Regions from separate parts of the Oryctolagus cuniculus genome. Here region 1 is linked to region 2. The links are chromatin contacts, called in public Hi-C maps. All regions are on one chromosome and are shown on one strand. Each heading gives the region's core, a stretch centred on a gene start, on an enhancer-like site or on the middle of the called end of the contact. The rest is flanking DNA. Distances are from core to core; before and after follow the strand shown. Region 1 holds the start of RILP (Rab interacting lysosomal protein). Region 2 overlaps SLC43A2 (solute carrier family 43 member 2).

Region 1 (7,007 bases), core at 934-3,433, 55 kb before region 2:
ATATTTTTAAAAAATAAAAATTAATTTTGGTGCAAGAAAATTTGAAATCTGTCCATAGTTTTTTCATAATATACATTTTCGATGAACTTTTTGAAGACCCCCTCTCCTATATCAGGAACATTTATATAAAACTCAGTTTTGTAGCCAGCTCGTTGGCACATTTGAAGAGTGCCTTTGTGGGTGAGTTTTAGGAAGTCAGTCCTCTTCCCTTGTTGAGGGCCATGTGCAGAGCAGAGTAGCACCTGGTGCTGGCTCTCCAGGTGTGCTGTGAGAACGCCCAGAGCTGCGTGCGCGTGCGCCTTCACTTACGGAAACGGCTCTCACCTGCGGAGCACGAGGTCATTCTGAAGCAGGAGGTTCTGCCCCCGTGTTGAGAAACTGCTTGTTCTTGTGGAAAGGGAAGACGATACGGGCTGCCAGTCCGGAACCTGAAATGGCACTGAGAGTAGTTTTGGTTCCTGACCCCCTTATCTCCAGATTGCAGGATACCTGTATGGGGTGAGCCCACCGGATAACCCCCAGGTGAAGGAAATCCGCTGCATCGTGATGGTACCGCAGTGGGGCACCCACCAGACGGTGCACCTGCCTGGCCAGCTGCCCCAGCACGAGTACCTCAAGGTGCGTGGTGGGGACAGAGCTTGGGACTGGGAGAACTGGGGCTTTGTGTTAGCGAGGTAGGGGCGGCGGGGGGGGGGGGGGGGGAAGCATGGTCCTCCCAGGGCTGGGATTCTCTCTGCAGATGGGGTTCTCAACAGATCTGTGCTGCTCTTGACCTGTAGGAGATGGAACCCTTAGGTTGGATCCACACTCAGCCCAATGAGTCCCCCCAGCTGTCACCCCAGGATGTCACCACCCATGCTAAGATCATGGCTGACAACCCGTCCTGGGATGGTGAGAAGACTATTATCATCACCTGCAGGTGTGCTTGGGCCCCCTGAAGGCGGGGCGGGCTTTGTAGATGGGGCCCACAAGAGTGGCCTGAGCTCACTCTGTCCTCGCCCCACCAGCTTCACACCAGGCTCCTGCACGCTGACAGCCTACAAGCTGACCCCCAGTGGGTACGAGTGGGGCCGCCAGAACACAGACAAGGGCAACAACCCCAAGGGTTACCTACCCTCGCACTACGAGAGGGTCCAGATGCTGCTGTCGGACCGCTTCCTCGGCTTCTTTATGGTCCCTGCTCAGTCCTCGTGGAACTACAACTTTATGGGTACGTGGTCTGTGTGTGAAAGTACAGGGAGCACCGGGAAGCCGGGATGGGGCTGAGGACAAGGTTAGGCCCTTGACACCCGGGGCTTCACTCTGGCCTGGCAGTGGTCCGGAGGCCCAGCTGGGTGAGGCAGGTGACCTGTGTTAACAGGATGTTTTCCTCTCCCCTAAGGTGTTCGGCATGACCCCAACATGAAGTATGAGCTGCAGCTGGCAAACCCCAAAGAGTTCTACCACGAGGTGCACCGGCCCTCGCACTTCCTCAACTTTGCCCTCCTGCAGGAGGGCGAGGTCTACTCTGCCGACCGCGAGGACCTCTACGCCTAGTTGTCAGCTGCTCCTCTTCGGAATCCGCAGAGGCCCAGTGGAGCCTCTCCGCCCCAGACAAGCTGGTGATATTCAGCAGCTTGGCCCCCTTTCCCCGTACCTTGTGCTTGATTGTGGTGTTGGCCTCCTGATGGCTTGTAACCCTGAACAAAATAATAATAAATTTTGTATAAATAGGAGTTTGGGACTTTTTTCCCCTGCCCCAGAGCTCCAGTTGTGGGTGTGGTTAGGGCTGGATGCTGCCCTGGGGAAGTTGTTAAATGCCTGGCTTCTGGCACTGGGGCTAGGCTACCCCTAAACTGGACCTGAAGTGGGGTTGAGCTTCCACGTCCCCACTGCATCCGCCGAATTAGCTTGTTTCCCTCCATGGTGCTTGCAAGCCTTCCCCCCTTCTCAACGTCTCTTGGAGCCGTGTCGGGTTAGGAGCTGTTCTCTGCGGCTGTAGTGCCCAGCCTAGCCCCCTCCTAAGCTTTGTTTGCCAGTCCTGGTTGGGGATCACACAGGCCCTGGCTGCTGGCAGAGGGCTGTTTGTTGAGTGGGGTTCAGTGACTGGCCTCTCACCTCTTGCCTGGAGGCCAAATCTGCCCCATGACTGCGGCCAGGGGTGGAGCTTGGACTGGGTGCTGTGGGGAGGGTTGACTGGAGTGGCCACTTAGAGCCCTGGGCCTCAGCTCCTGGACGCCTGGCTGGAAGTTGGCTGTCCTGTTTCCTGTGACCTTGAAGGTTGAACGGGAGAGGGCCCAGGGGCCCTAGCACGGTCTTCCCCAGCCTTTTCCCCTGAATCGCTCCTCCCTTCTCTCTTCTACCCCGCCCCTTTCTACCCTAAACTGCTTCTTGGGCCGCAACTGTTTGGCTTTTTCCTCTTCCCAGCTTGGGGGCGGGCGGGGGAGAGCGAATAGCCACCTGGGCCTTCCGGGGACATGGAGCCCAGGAGGGTGGCGCCAGGGGCACAAGGCTGGGGGCCTCGAGCGGCGGCGGGGTCGGGGACGGCCGCGGAGCTCGTGTACCATCTAGCGGGGGCTCTGGGCACTGAGCTGCAAGAGCTGGCGCGCCGGTTTGGGCCGGAGGCGGCGGCCGGACTGGTGCCACTCGTAGTGCGAGCGCTGGAACTTCTGGAAAAGGCTGCCGTGGGGCCTGCGCCGGACTCGGTGAGCCCCTGACCCCGCCCCTCGCCGCCAGTGGGGCTGGCGGGGCCCTAACCCCGAGTCCCGGGCCTCCCAGCTGCAGGTGTCCGCGCAGCAGGCCGAGCTGGAGCTGCGGCGGCTGCGGGAGGAGAATGCGCTGCTCCGCAGGGAGCTGCGCTCTGGGCCACAGGGTGAGTGCAGGCTCGGGCGGGCTGCGGGCGGGCTCGGGCGCCGACCACCGCTCAGGAGGCTCCTTCCTCAGAGGAGCGCGCGCTGCTGCAGCAGCTCCAGGAGGTGACGGACAGACAGCGGGACGAGCTCCGGGCGCACCACCGCGACCTGCGGCAGCGCAGCCAAGAGACTGAGGCGGTAGGGACCGGGCGGCGGGTGGGGGGCGGGGCTCTCGCCCCCCTCCCCGCGCCCGCTCACCGGCCCCGCCTCTGGCTCCGCCCCCAGTTGCAGGAGCAGCTGCAACGCCTCCTGCTGGTGAACGCCGAGTTGCGGCACAAGCTGGCCGCGGTGCAGACCCAGCTTCGGGCCGCCCAGGACCGGGAGAGGGAGCGTGAGGTGCCGCACCGAGACGCCCCGGAACTGGCAAAGGAGCGGGAACAGGGCCAGGCCGGAGAGCCCGGGTGTGAGCAGAGGCGGGAACCCGAGCGGGCGAGCCCGGACAGTCCGGTGAGTGCCGGAGGGAGCCAGCAACCCAAGCCGGCACTCAGAGCGTCTGGCCCCGTGTGGGTGCACTGGCAAGCTTTGCTGTGCTGCGCAGGTCGGCCGAGAAGCCGGACTGTGGCACACAGGGGCTTGCACCTGCAGCCGGGCCCGGCCCCACTTTCAGCCTGAGAGCTGCTGTCACCTATTGTAGCACCGTTGTCCCCCAGAACTCCTTGCCTGTCCCTTCCTCTGGCATTCCTGCGATGGCCCTGGGCCCATGGGAGAGCTAGCAGGGCCTCCAGACCACGCTTCTTCCGCAGGCCGCTGCCCCACGGCAGCCAGAGCGCCCCCCGGAGGCAGGGCAGTGCGGCTTCAGCAGGCAGGAGCTTGAGCAGATCCTTCAGGAGCGCAATGAGCTCAAAGCCAAGGTGTTCCTGCTCAAGGAGGAGCTGGCCTACTTCCAGCGGTGAGGGCCCTGCCCGTGTCTGCTCCTGGCCTCGGGTCACCCCCACCTCATTCCCGTATTCACTGACAAACCCCAGCAACCTGGCCAGACCCTGTACCAACACAGCCCCTGCCCTCTGGGGACTCCATCCCAGCAGGGGAAGGGGCGGTACCAAGGTCACAGCAGCTGTGCCAGGAGGGGTGCCACACAGGCTAAGGCCTGGGGGGTGTTGCGGGCTCCCCCAGGGAACAGGCAGCTCGCACGGGCCCTCGGGGCGAGGCCCGCTGCTGGCAGCCCCACCACGTTCTGCCTGCCCCCGTCCTGTAGGGAGCTGCTCGCAGACCACCGGGTCCCCGGGCTGCTGCTTGAAGCCATGAAGGTGGCTGTCAGGAAGCAGCGGAAGAAGATCAAGGCCAAGATGTTGGGGACACCAGAGGAAGCAGAGAGCAGGTGTGTCCCCGCGACCCAGCCTACTGACCTAGCAGACCCGGTCTGCTGACCTGGCCTGGCCGCCCCCGAGCCTGCCCTCCAGCCTGCACCCTTCTCTCTGGACTCCACCAGTGCTGCCTGCACGCCTTGCAGAAGGCACCTGCACACTGCTTTGGCTGGGTCTGTCTGTTTAGATTTATTTGTTTATTTGAAAGTCAGAGTTACAGAGAGAGGTAGAGCCAGAGAGAGAGAGAGAGAGAGAGAGAGAGGTCTTCCATCTGCTGGTTCAGCCAGGCTGGTCCAAAGCCAGGAGCTTCCTCTGGGTCTCCTTTGTGGGTGCAGGAGCCCAAGCACTTGGGCCATCCTCCACTGCTTTCCCAGCCCCACTAGCAGGGACCTGGATCTGAAATGGAGCAGCCGGGCCTCAAACCAGAGCCCGTAGGGGATGCTGGTGCTGCCGGTGGGGGCTTTACCCACTACGCCACAGCGTTGGCCCTCTGGGTCTATTTGTTCTTAGAGGAGTGAGACTCTCGCTGCTGCTTTATCAGGGCCCCGCCGTGTGTCCGCATCTTGTGGACACCCTCATCCCTTGTCGGGAGTGCCTGGCTGTCAGTCCCTGCTCCTCTGCTTTCTGATCCAGCTTCCCACTAATGCACTGGGAGGCAGCAGGTGACAGTTCAAGCGATTGGGTCCCCGCCACCCAGGTGGGAGACCTGGATTAAGTTCTCGGCCCCCAGCTTTGGCCTGCTGCAAGTCAGCTAATAGAAGGCAGATCTCTCTGTCTCTTTGTCTCTCGACCTTTCAAATAAAAATAAAAAAGAGAGGCCTTGTGTCTCCCCAGGGTCACCAGGTCGCCAGCCCTGGGGGCGCTGTGGTCACTCAGTGCTGGCCCGCTGCTGCCCGGGCCCTTGATACATGGCCCTCTCCTCTCTCCCCCCTGTGTCAGTGAGGACGAGGACGGCTCCTGGCTCCTGCTCTCCGGCGATAAGGAAGAGCAGCCTGCACCCGCTGAGTCCAGAGTCCAGAGTTTGTATGTTGGGGAGTGAAGGAGGGGCTTCGGGTTTTCTGTGCCCCTCCCTGCCCCGCGTGCCCTCCCCCCGCTGCCCCACCATCTGTGCCGTCCCGGCATCCATCTGAAGTCCTTTTCTCTTCGCTCCTTGCTCTCAGCCCCAATCCTTGACTCTCTGGCCTCCCGGCTCAAAGAACCTCTTGGCTCTCCCTCAGCTTTGGCCTGTGGTACCGGGATAAAGCCGAGACCCCCACACCTGAGCCCAGCAGCACTGGAGAAGAAGGGGCCCCTCAGCAACCCCACGTGGAGCCTCTGGGGGGCCCTCAGCCCCCACCCCCCGACCAGCCCTGCTCTGCTCTGCGGCAGCCGCTCTGACCTGGGCCTCAGCCCACCTGGAGGCCTGGCTTTGGGGCCTGGCTGGGGCGGATGTGTGATGGCCCGTGAGACAGCTTCCTCCTTCGCAGCCTGTCTGGAACTCTTCCCTGATCCCGGCCTGCACCGGGGATTCTCCACCTGCCTCCACCCCTCCACCTCTGCACCGAGCTTCCAGAGCAACGGGGAAAAGTGCTTCCTCTCCGGTGCCTGCGCGGCCACCCCTGCAATAGAGAGAACTGTCTTCCTTCCTCCCAGGGAGTTTCCCAGAGGGCCTGAGCCAATGGAATAAAGCCCTACCATCCGGAAATGGCTCCTGTCTGTGTGTCAGCGGCCCGCCGCCCTCCCAGCCGCCGGCAGCAGAGGCAGGCCGACATTCCGCCCGGGGGCTCTTTGGCCAGTGCCTGGGTGGGGACCTTGCCTGGGGAGTGTGGCCTAATGGGCAGCCCTGGCTCCCACCGCAGCCCTACCCTTTCGCCTCTGCCCCATGCCCCGGGACCCGTGGCTTCTGGCCCCCTCTAGATGGAGACCAGCCCCAGAAGCCCCCCGGGGCCCTCCCCACCCGCCTTCCTTTCAGGGCTGAGACGCGGGGCTTTCCCCAGACGCCCGGCCGCCCTCCCTGGGAGGTGCCTCGTGGCAGCCTACCCAGCCGGCCTGGTTTCCTCAGGAAAAGCCTTGGGAGGAAGCGGGGCGGGGGGGGGGTTGGGAGCTGTGGGGGCCAGATTAACCGGAGTCCTCCCACTCCACTGGCCGCCATGGGGCTCGGGCTGCTGTTCCTACTGCTGCTGCTCTGGCCCTGGGGACCCCAGGGCTCCCCGCTGGACCCCGGTGGGCAGCACGTCTGTGTGGGCAGCAGGTGGGTGTGACGGGACAGGAGGGGGGAGGCGGCTGAGCTGGTGTTGAGGCATTTGGGGAAGGAGACAGGGAGGAGGTTAGGGGCTGATGAGAGAGGGTTGGGGGGCAGCCTGGTGGGTGGCAGGAAAAACAAGGGAGGAGGTGGGGGACATGAGTACTGTGACGTTCCGTTAGGCTGCCCTGGGGGACTGGGGCCGCCTGCCACACCTCGGCCAGGGACAGTGATCTTTGTGGGGCCAGGCTGCCCCTGCTGACCCCTCTCTGATCCACAGCCCCTCTGAGCTCCAGTGCTGCCCAGGCTGGAGGCAAAAGGATCACGAATGCACCATCCGTGAGTAGCAGAGGAGGGAGCTCCCTTCCTGCCCTCCTGGGGCCGCTTTCCACACCTGAGCCCTAGAACCGGGGTCCGTCTTGGGACGTGTGCCTCTGGCCCCACCAGGGTGACTCTTGAGGGGCACAGGGCGCTGGGAGCCAGCGAGAGGGGCGGGCGGAGATCCCCTGGTGGTGAGTGCTCCAGTCGTGGTGACCTGGGTGGGGTATTTTTCAGCCATCTGCGAGGGGCCGGATGCCTGCAGGGAAGGCG
Region 2 (6,443 bases), core at 3,757-6,256:
TGTGCCCACGCTGCTGGTGCAAGTCCTTAAAGGCGCTCCTCGCTCTGCCAGCCCTGCACGCGTGTGGGGCCCTGCTCCTCCGTGTGGACGGAGGAGGGATGGCGGGGCCGGGGTGCGAGCAGCATTGCACTGGCCACCACGTGGGTGTTTATTGATTTGCCGAGGATCGGGAGGCTGAAATGAGGGCCTGGAGCCCTACTGTGTGCATGGGCTGTGCTCTCGGGTCAGAGGTCGAGCTAAATGCCATCTGTTGGCCTCCATTTAACATGGCATGCTGCTGTGGATTGCATCCGGCCCTGTCACAGCCTCAGTTAAGCTTCACGACATCATGATGGGGTGTGCTCGTGCTGTACCCATTTTACAGGTTAAGAGCTGGAGCTGGGTCACACCAGAAGTGATGGGCCTGCGTCTGCCTGCTCATCCCCCAGCCCTTGTCATTCCTTCTTGGAAGCCTCGGGGTGGTCCCTGGGGTGTCTGTGTGGGTGCTGAGGCTGGGATCAGTGGTCGCTAATCACAGGACATAATTAGAGAGTGTGCTGTGTTATCTAGCTCAGCTTCTACAGCCAGGAGCTTACCTGTGCCCATTCGGGGCCCATCTGTGGCAGATATCTCTCCTTCACCCCCTCCCGCCCCCCAGGGGAAATCTGCGTACTCCCTCATTTGGCTTCCCAGTCAGGCCCATTATCTACTTCCTGCACGGTTGGGGTGAGCCTGAAGGCAGTGGTGAAGGCAGGCACGGCACCTCCCAGCCGGGCGCATGCCTCTCTCCGCTGATGCTGCAGGTGGCATCCCCAGGGCTGCTGAACTGTGCTCAGGCGGCCTTGGAGTCGTGCGTGGGTCCTGCAGCCCTCCTCCAGGGAGCCCCCCAGCCCCTGTATGCCCCATGTCTCCACAGAGGCGAGAAGAAGAAGAAGCAGCGGGACCGGCAGATCCAGAAGATCACCAATGCCATGCGGGCCTTCGCCTTCACCAACCTGCTGCTCGTGGGCTTCGGGGTGACCTGCCTCATTCCCAACCTGCCGCTGCAGGTGGGTGTCGGGCAGGGAGGGGCCGACCGGGGGCACGGGTGCAGACTGAGAGGAAGCTTTCCGCCAAGCACACAGTTTTTCCACGCCCGAGTTCCTCAGCCAGCCCGCCATCGGGCGCCTGGGACCTGTGGGCTCTGTGCTGGCGGTGGAGGTGACCGGAAGGGGCCCTAGATGGCTCTCACCGAAGGCTCCCCTCTGTGGAGGCTCATTGTTTGCGGGTCCTTTGGGCATCTTGTGTACTGTGAATTGCACCACGGTGCTGGTGCCAGGAGCTGTGTGGGGTCGCCTGGGGTGACTCGATGTCCGACAGGGGCTGACCTACCTGGTGCAGTGGTTCACGCGTGCCGATGGGGTCTCTGCTCCCTGGGGTTTCAAAGCTCACTCCCTTTGGGGATTTCTGGTGATTTTTGAAACCCACATTTTGGCAAGATTGAGAGCAATGCAGACTCTCGCCTGCCTGAAAGTGTCTGGCCATAGGTTTCGGACTGTTCTCCAGATGTGTAAACCTAAGAGGGACTGGAGCGATGGCGCTGCTTCCAGACAGGTGTAACCCAAGTGTAGATGTTATCTCAGACAAGCTCCCGCCTCTTTACACGTGGCTAGGTGTTGAGGTATGTTAAATACCCAGGTGTGCACACCCACGGCCACTGTTACCTCTCTGTGCCAACACTGCTGCCACAAGCCATCTAAGACCTGCACCAGTGCCAGGAGGCAGCACCGTCACGTCCCCGGTGGCCTCGCTGTCCTGCTGAGCTGCCCTCCCTCCATGACTGGCAGACCCTGCCCTGACCACCTTGTCCAGGCTTGTCCCCTGTTTGACTCAGTTCTCATCGAAGGCAAAGCTGAGAAAAGAGAACAAAGCACTGGAAGTGGGGTGGGGGAGCCTGCCCAAGTGTGTGTGTGTGTGTGTGTGTGTGTGTGTGTGTGTGCGCGCGCGCGCATGTATGTGGGGTGGTGGTGTGCACATCTGAGCAGGTCCTCTTTCCGCCCTGCCAAGAGCAGCCCCAGCCTCCTGCAGCTCCTGCACTCCTGGGAGCAGGTGCTGGCTGCTGAGCAAGATGGCAGAGCTGTGTACAAAGGACAAATGCAGGGTCCTGGGGGCCACGTGGGCTGCTCCTGTGCCTCTCAAGGGCTTCCCGAGGCTTGCTGAGCCTGCCCGCAGTGGCCTTCCTGGGAAGACTTTGCTCGGTGTGATGGTGGTTACCAGTCGGCAGGGCTGGGCCACCAGGCAGGGGGGCCTCTGGGCAGGTGCTCAGGCAGGCAGAGGTCAGGATTCCCACGCTGCTGCCCAGCGCTCTGCTGACGCGTACTTATCAACAGTCCCGTGGGGGTGAAGGTTGGGGTGGCACATGGCCCTTACATCTCTCCCTGCCACGGACGCTGACCTCAAGCCTCCAACACAATGCCACCAATAGTGGAGTGGGAAGAGGGCCGCAGTTGCGTCCACAGGACAAGGCCACAGCGAAGCATTTTGGGAACTGAGGAGTTTTGAGTATTTGGCACCTTTTTTGTTTTTTTTTTTTTTTTCCTTTAAAGTTATTTTTTATTTGAAAGATTTCATCTACTGGTTCACTCCCCATGTGGCCACAATATCCAGGGCTTTGCCAGGTTGAGGTCAGGAGCCATCCAGTTCTCCACAAAGGTGGCAGGGATCCAAGGACTCGGCCATCTTCTGCTGCTTTCCCAGGCACATTAGCAAGGGAGTTGGATCGGAAGTGGAGCAGCTGGGAGCTGAACCAGCACCCCTATGGTGCTGGCATCCCAGGCCATGGCTTTCCTTGCTGTCCACACTGCCAGTCCCAACCTTCGTTCTAATATTACTTATTTCTTTGTAAGTTTGTATAATTTAGTTTTCTTAAAGATTCTATTTTATTTGAAAGGCAGAGTCAGATAAACAGGGAAAAACAGAGCGACAAAGAGATCTTCCATCTGCTGTTTCTTCACTCCCCAAATGGTTCCAAGGCTGGGAAACACCATCCCTGTCTCACATGTGGGTAACAAGAGCCTAAGTACTTGGGCCATCATCCACTGCTTTCTCAGGCACAGCGGGGGGCTGGATTGGAAGCAAAGCAGCCAAGGACTCGAACTAGCGCTCCGACGTGGGATGCTGGCACCCCAGATGGCCGCTTAACCTGCTGTGCCGCAGTACCGGCCCCTGTATAATTTAGTTTTTAATAATGACTATGGGGCTGGCATTGTGGCATAGTGGGTTAAACTGTCAGTTGGGATGCAGCATCCCAAATGGATCCCGGTTCAAGTCCTATGTGTTCCACTTCCAACCCAGTTCCCTGCTAATGCTCCTAGGAAAGCTGCAGAAGATGGCCCAAGTATTTGGGCCCTACCACCCATGTGGGAGACCCAGCTGGACTTCCAGGCCCCTAGCTTCTGCCTGGCCCAGCCCCAGCAGTTGCAACCGTTTGGGGAGTGAATCAACAGATGGAAGACCTCTCCCTGACTTTCTCTTGAACTCTACTTTTCAAATAAATAAATGAATCTTTTTTTTTAAAAAAAAGAAGATTATGCTTAACAACTGGCTCACTAAAGTCCTAAAATTCACAGGTTGGCTCTGGAGAGCTGGCTCAGGCAGCTCCGGGTTCTTATCGCTCCTGTTGCTCGGGACTGCAGGTGGGAGGGCGGGGGACAAGATGAGGCCCCATGGTCTCCTGCTCACGCTCTGCTCTCCCTCAGATCTTCTCCTTCATCCTGCACACGATCGTGCGAGGCTTCATCCACTCTGCCGTCGGGGGCCTGTATGCTGCCGTGTAAGTCCTGCAGGCTGCCGGGGACAAGGAGATCAGGCTGAAGCTGCAGGTGGTAGCAAGGCCCTGAGGCCAGCAGGGTTGTCTTCTTGAATCAGGGGACAGGGGCTTCTGCTGGATGGCTCAGGGAAGGCCATGCCTGGAGACAGTTGGGTGCTCACCAGCCTCGGCCTTTAGCACGAAGTCAGCTCCCCAGCCAGGGTCAGTGCCCCTGGGCAGTGCGTGATGGCCTCAAGGGCCACTGCTCAGCCATGTCCTGGGCTGTCCCTGGCTGCCCCCTGGGAAGGATGGGTGGGTTCTGGTTGCCTGGGGCGAGGTGTCACAGTCCAGGTGGCTCTCGGTAGGGGCAGGGTCACGCATACCTGAGCCCAGACCTGGCCACGGGGGCCCTGCTCTGCTGCAGGCTTCTCAGGCCTTGGCTAAAATGCAACCCCCTCTTTTTCTGAGAGGCTACATTGTTGTCCCTCCATTGACCCAGGGCTTGGCCCCAAAACTAGAACCCAAACACCGTCAGCCCATGGTCTCTCCGTCTCTGTGAGAGCTGTCAGCTGAGATGAAGCCCAGAGCTCTCCCTCTCCCAGCAGCATCCCACGGGGTCATTCCAGGTCCGCTGTCCCCCGCCTCGCTCCCACAGGCCTGGAGGAAGTTGCGGCTGCCCTGGCCGGGCCTGAGGGAGCCAGGCAAGAGCTGTGATGCCGAGTTTCCGTGATTACACAACGCTCCTCTGGATAAGGGCACTGCGGAGCCGGGCCCGGCCTCCCGTCTGCTCCCTGGGCCTGTTTCCCAAGCCGCAGACTCTGGCTGGCACCACGCTTTCCACTCAGCGCAGCCAGACACCCAAGGGCCTGGGGCGCATCTGGGTGGGGCGAGCCCTCCCCAGAGTCTGGGGCCTCAGGCCGGTCTGAAAGAGAAGCCCTTGGCAGACCTGCTCATCAGAAAGCAAGCCAGGGGCTGGCATCCCCTTCTCTGGCCCCAAAGGTGCGGCCTGGGGCACTGGCGCACCTGCAGCCAGGTGGAGGCAAAGGTGTCAGAAAGTCGAGGGGGCACTGACGGGTCTGCATCGTCCCCACAGGTACCCCTCCACCCAGTTCGGCAGCCTCACGGGCCTGCAGTCTCTGATCAGCGCGCTCTTTGCCCTCCTGCAGCAGCCGCTGTTTCTGGCCATGATGGGTCCCCTGAAGGGAGACCCTCTGTGGGTAAGAAGTGTCGGGGGCGTGGGCTGGGAGGCCTCACCCAGGGGTCTTCGGAGCCCTGGGGACAGGCGGTTTAGGAGCTTCGGTTAGAACCAGGCGAGGGCCCCTTGTGAATGGGGGATCAGAGTTCCTGTCCCAGCCGCACCCTGGCCCCGCTGGCCCGGGAGACGGAGCCAGCCTGGGGGAGGGGGGGCAGGAGAGCTGGGGAAGTCAGTGTTTCTCGGTGTTCGACCTCCGCTGTGACTTTGATCGCATTCCCTAAGCTGGGGCGAGGGAGGGCCTGGAGCCGGCCATGGCGTGACGGAGCCGGCCATGGCTGATGGCCCTGCCTCCCTCGCAGGTAAATGTGGGGCTGCTGGTGGTGAGCATGCTGGGCTTCTGCCTGCCCCTCTACCTGGTCTGCTACCGGCGCCAGCTGGAGCGGCAGCTGCGGCAGAAGCAGGAGGATGACAAGCTCTTCCTCAAGATCAACGGCTCCTCCAACCGAGAGGCCTTCGTGTAGCCGCCGCCGTCAGACGGAGCCGGCCTCGGCCCTCCCTGCTGCCGGCCCACGACCCAGGATGCTCTCCCTCACCATGGCGGCACCCACGCTCCCGCCCAGGCCCCGGGCCTGCAGTGAGGAGCCTGAGAGCGCTCAGGACTGCGGTCCTCCACTGTCGGAGGGGCCCCGGGGGGCTGAGGCCTTGGGGCTCGCGTGCTGTCTGTGGGCAGGTGTTCGCCCTCCAGAGTCTGGAGTCTGCCTCCTGCCAAAGCAGAGGAGTCCGCCATCCACTGCCCGCCACCTGCTCCTCGGCCGCATGCCCACCAGCCACACCCGCTGAGGACAAAGCTTGCTCTGTCTGCACCCCCTTGCCTGGCCCTCACCTCCTCCCCTGGCCAGTCTGAAGCTGCCTAAGGAAGGAAGGACCCGCTTCCTGTTGTTGGTGCTAACTCCATTGTGATTCCAGCCCCCTGTGGCCTGGACACACAGGGCCTGGCCTCCCATTCAAGGCCAGCGGGGCAGCCCCCAGCACATAGGCTGGGGAGGGGGCGGAGGGCGGGAGATCACACAGAGCCTCAGCAGCTGGGGACGAAGCCTCCTGGTTTTCCCTAAGCTCCCCCCTCGTGTCCTGGGGAGGGGAAGACGTTTCCACTGCCACCCCCAGTCCAGTCTGCAGCCTACGTGAGATAAAGGGGTGTGCCTTAGCCCCCCTTCCCACAGCTATTTTCGTGGGATGGGAGTAAGGCTGTGGCTCCCAGATGCAGATGTGGGTGAGCAGGTTTGGGAGGGGCGGAGGGGAGTGTGTGCGTGTGTGTATGTATGTGGTGTGCGTGAGACGGGGATGGGGTAAAAGGGGTGGGCTCTGGGTATCTCCCAGACAGGAGCCAGCCAGGCCTGCAGCGGGCCCACCCGTGGAGCCAAGCCTTGCTCAAGGCCTGGGCTCATTCAGGGTCACAGCGCCCCCTGCTGGTAGATGGCGCCA

The links. Hi-C and Micro-C count contacts between places; a contact is called where the count stands out from the background.
Region 1: a contact with region 2 is called in a Hi-C map of skin fibroblasts, with 5 times the contacts expected there. The contact joins the promoter of RILP here to the enhancer-like site in region 2. A contact is called at or near these places in 2 of 6 Hi-C or Micro-C datasets (ear pinna and skin fibroblasts).

What each region holds. Positions count from the first base shown.
Region 1 is chr17:47,169,945-47,176,951 of mOryCun1.1, reverse strand. It overlaps RILP (Rab interacting lysosomal protein), which reads left to right and starts at 2,183. Exons shown (of 8, transcript XM_002719046.5): 1 at 2,183-2,684; 2 at 2,758-2,851; 3 at 2,923-3,029; 4 at 3,117-3,338; 5 at 3,635-3,780; 6 at 4,087-4,209; 7 at 5,135-5,218; 8 at 5,413-5,879. The coding sequence starts at 2,457. The coding sequence ends at 5,572. It overlaps PRPF8 (pre-mRNA processing factor 8), which reads left to right. Exons shown (of 43, transcript XM_051824554.2): 40 at 478-618; 41 at 780-919; 42 at 1,008-1,210; 43 at 1,382-1,715. The coding sequence ends at 1,536. SCARF1 (scavenger receptor class F member 1) reads left to right here and starts at 5,822. Exons shown (of 11, transcript XM_002718887.5): 1 at 5,822-6,425; 2 at 6,697-6,755; 3 at 6,972-7,007. The coding sequence starts at 6,325.
Region 2 is chr17:47,118,789-47,125,231 of mOryCun1.1, reverse strand. It overlaps SLC43A2 (solute carrier family 43 member 2), which reads left to right. Exons shown (of 14, transcript XM_051824561.2): 11 at 896-1,028; 12 at 3,717-3,790; 13 at 4,860-4,983; 14 at 5,321-6,443. The coding sequence ends at 5,482. Among named protein-coding and RNA genes, the nearest start is that of PITPNA, 14 kb to the right of the region's middle. Within about 2 kb of position 5,006, at least 2 of the 8 cell types and tissues checked have an H3K27ac peak or open chromatin away from gene starts, as enhancers often do. A contact at or near this core is called in ear pinna, where this site is marked.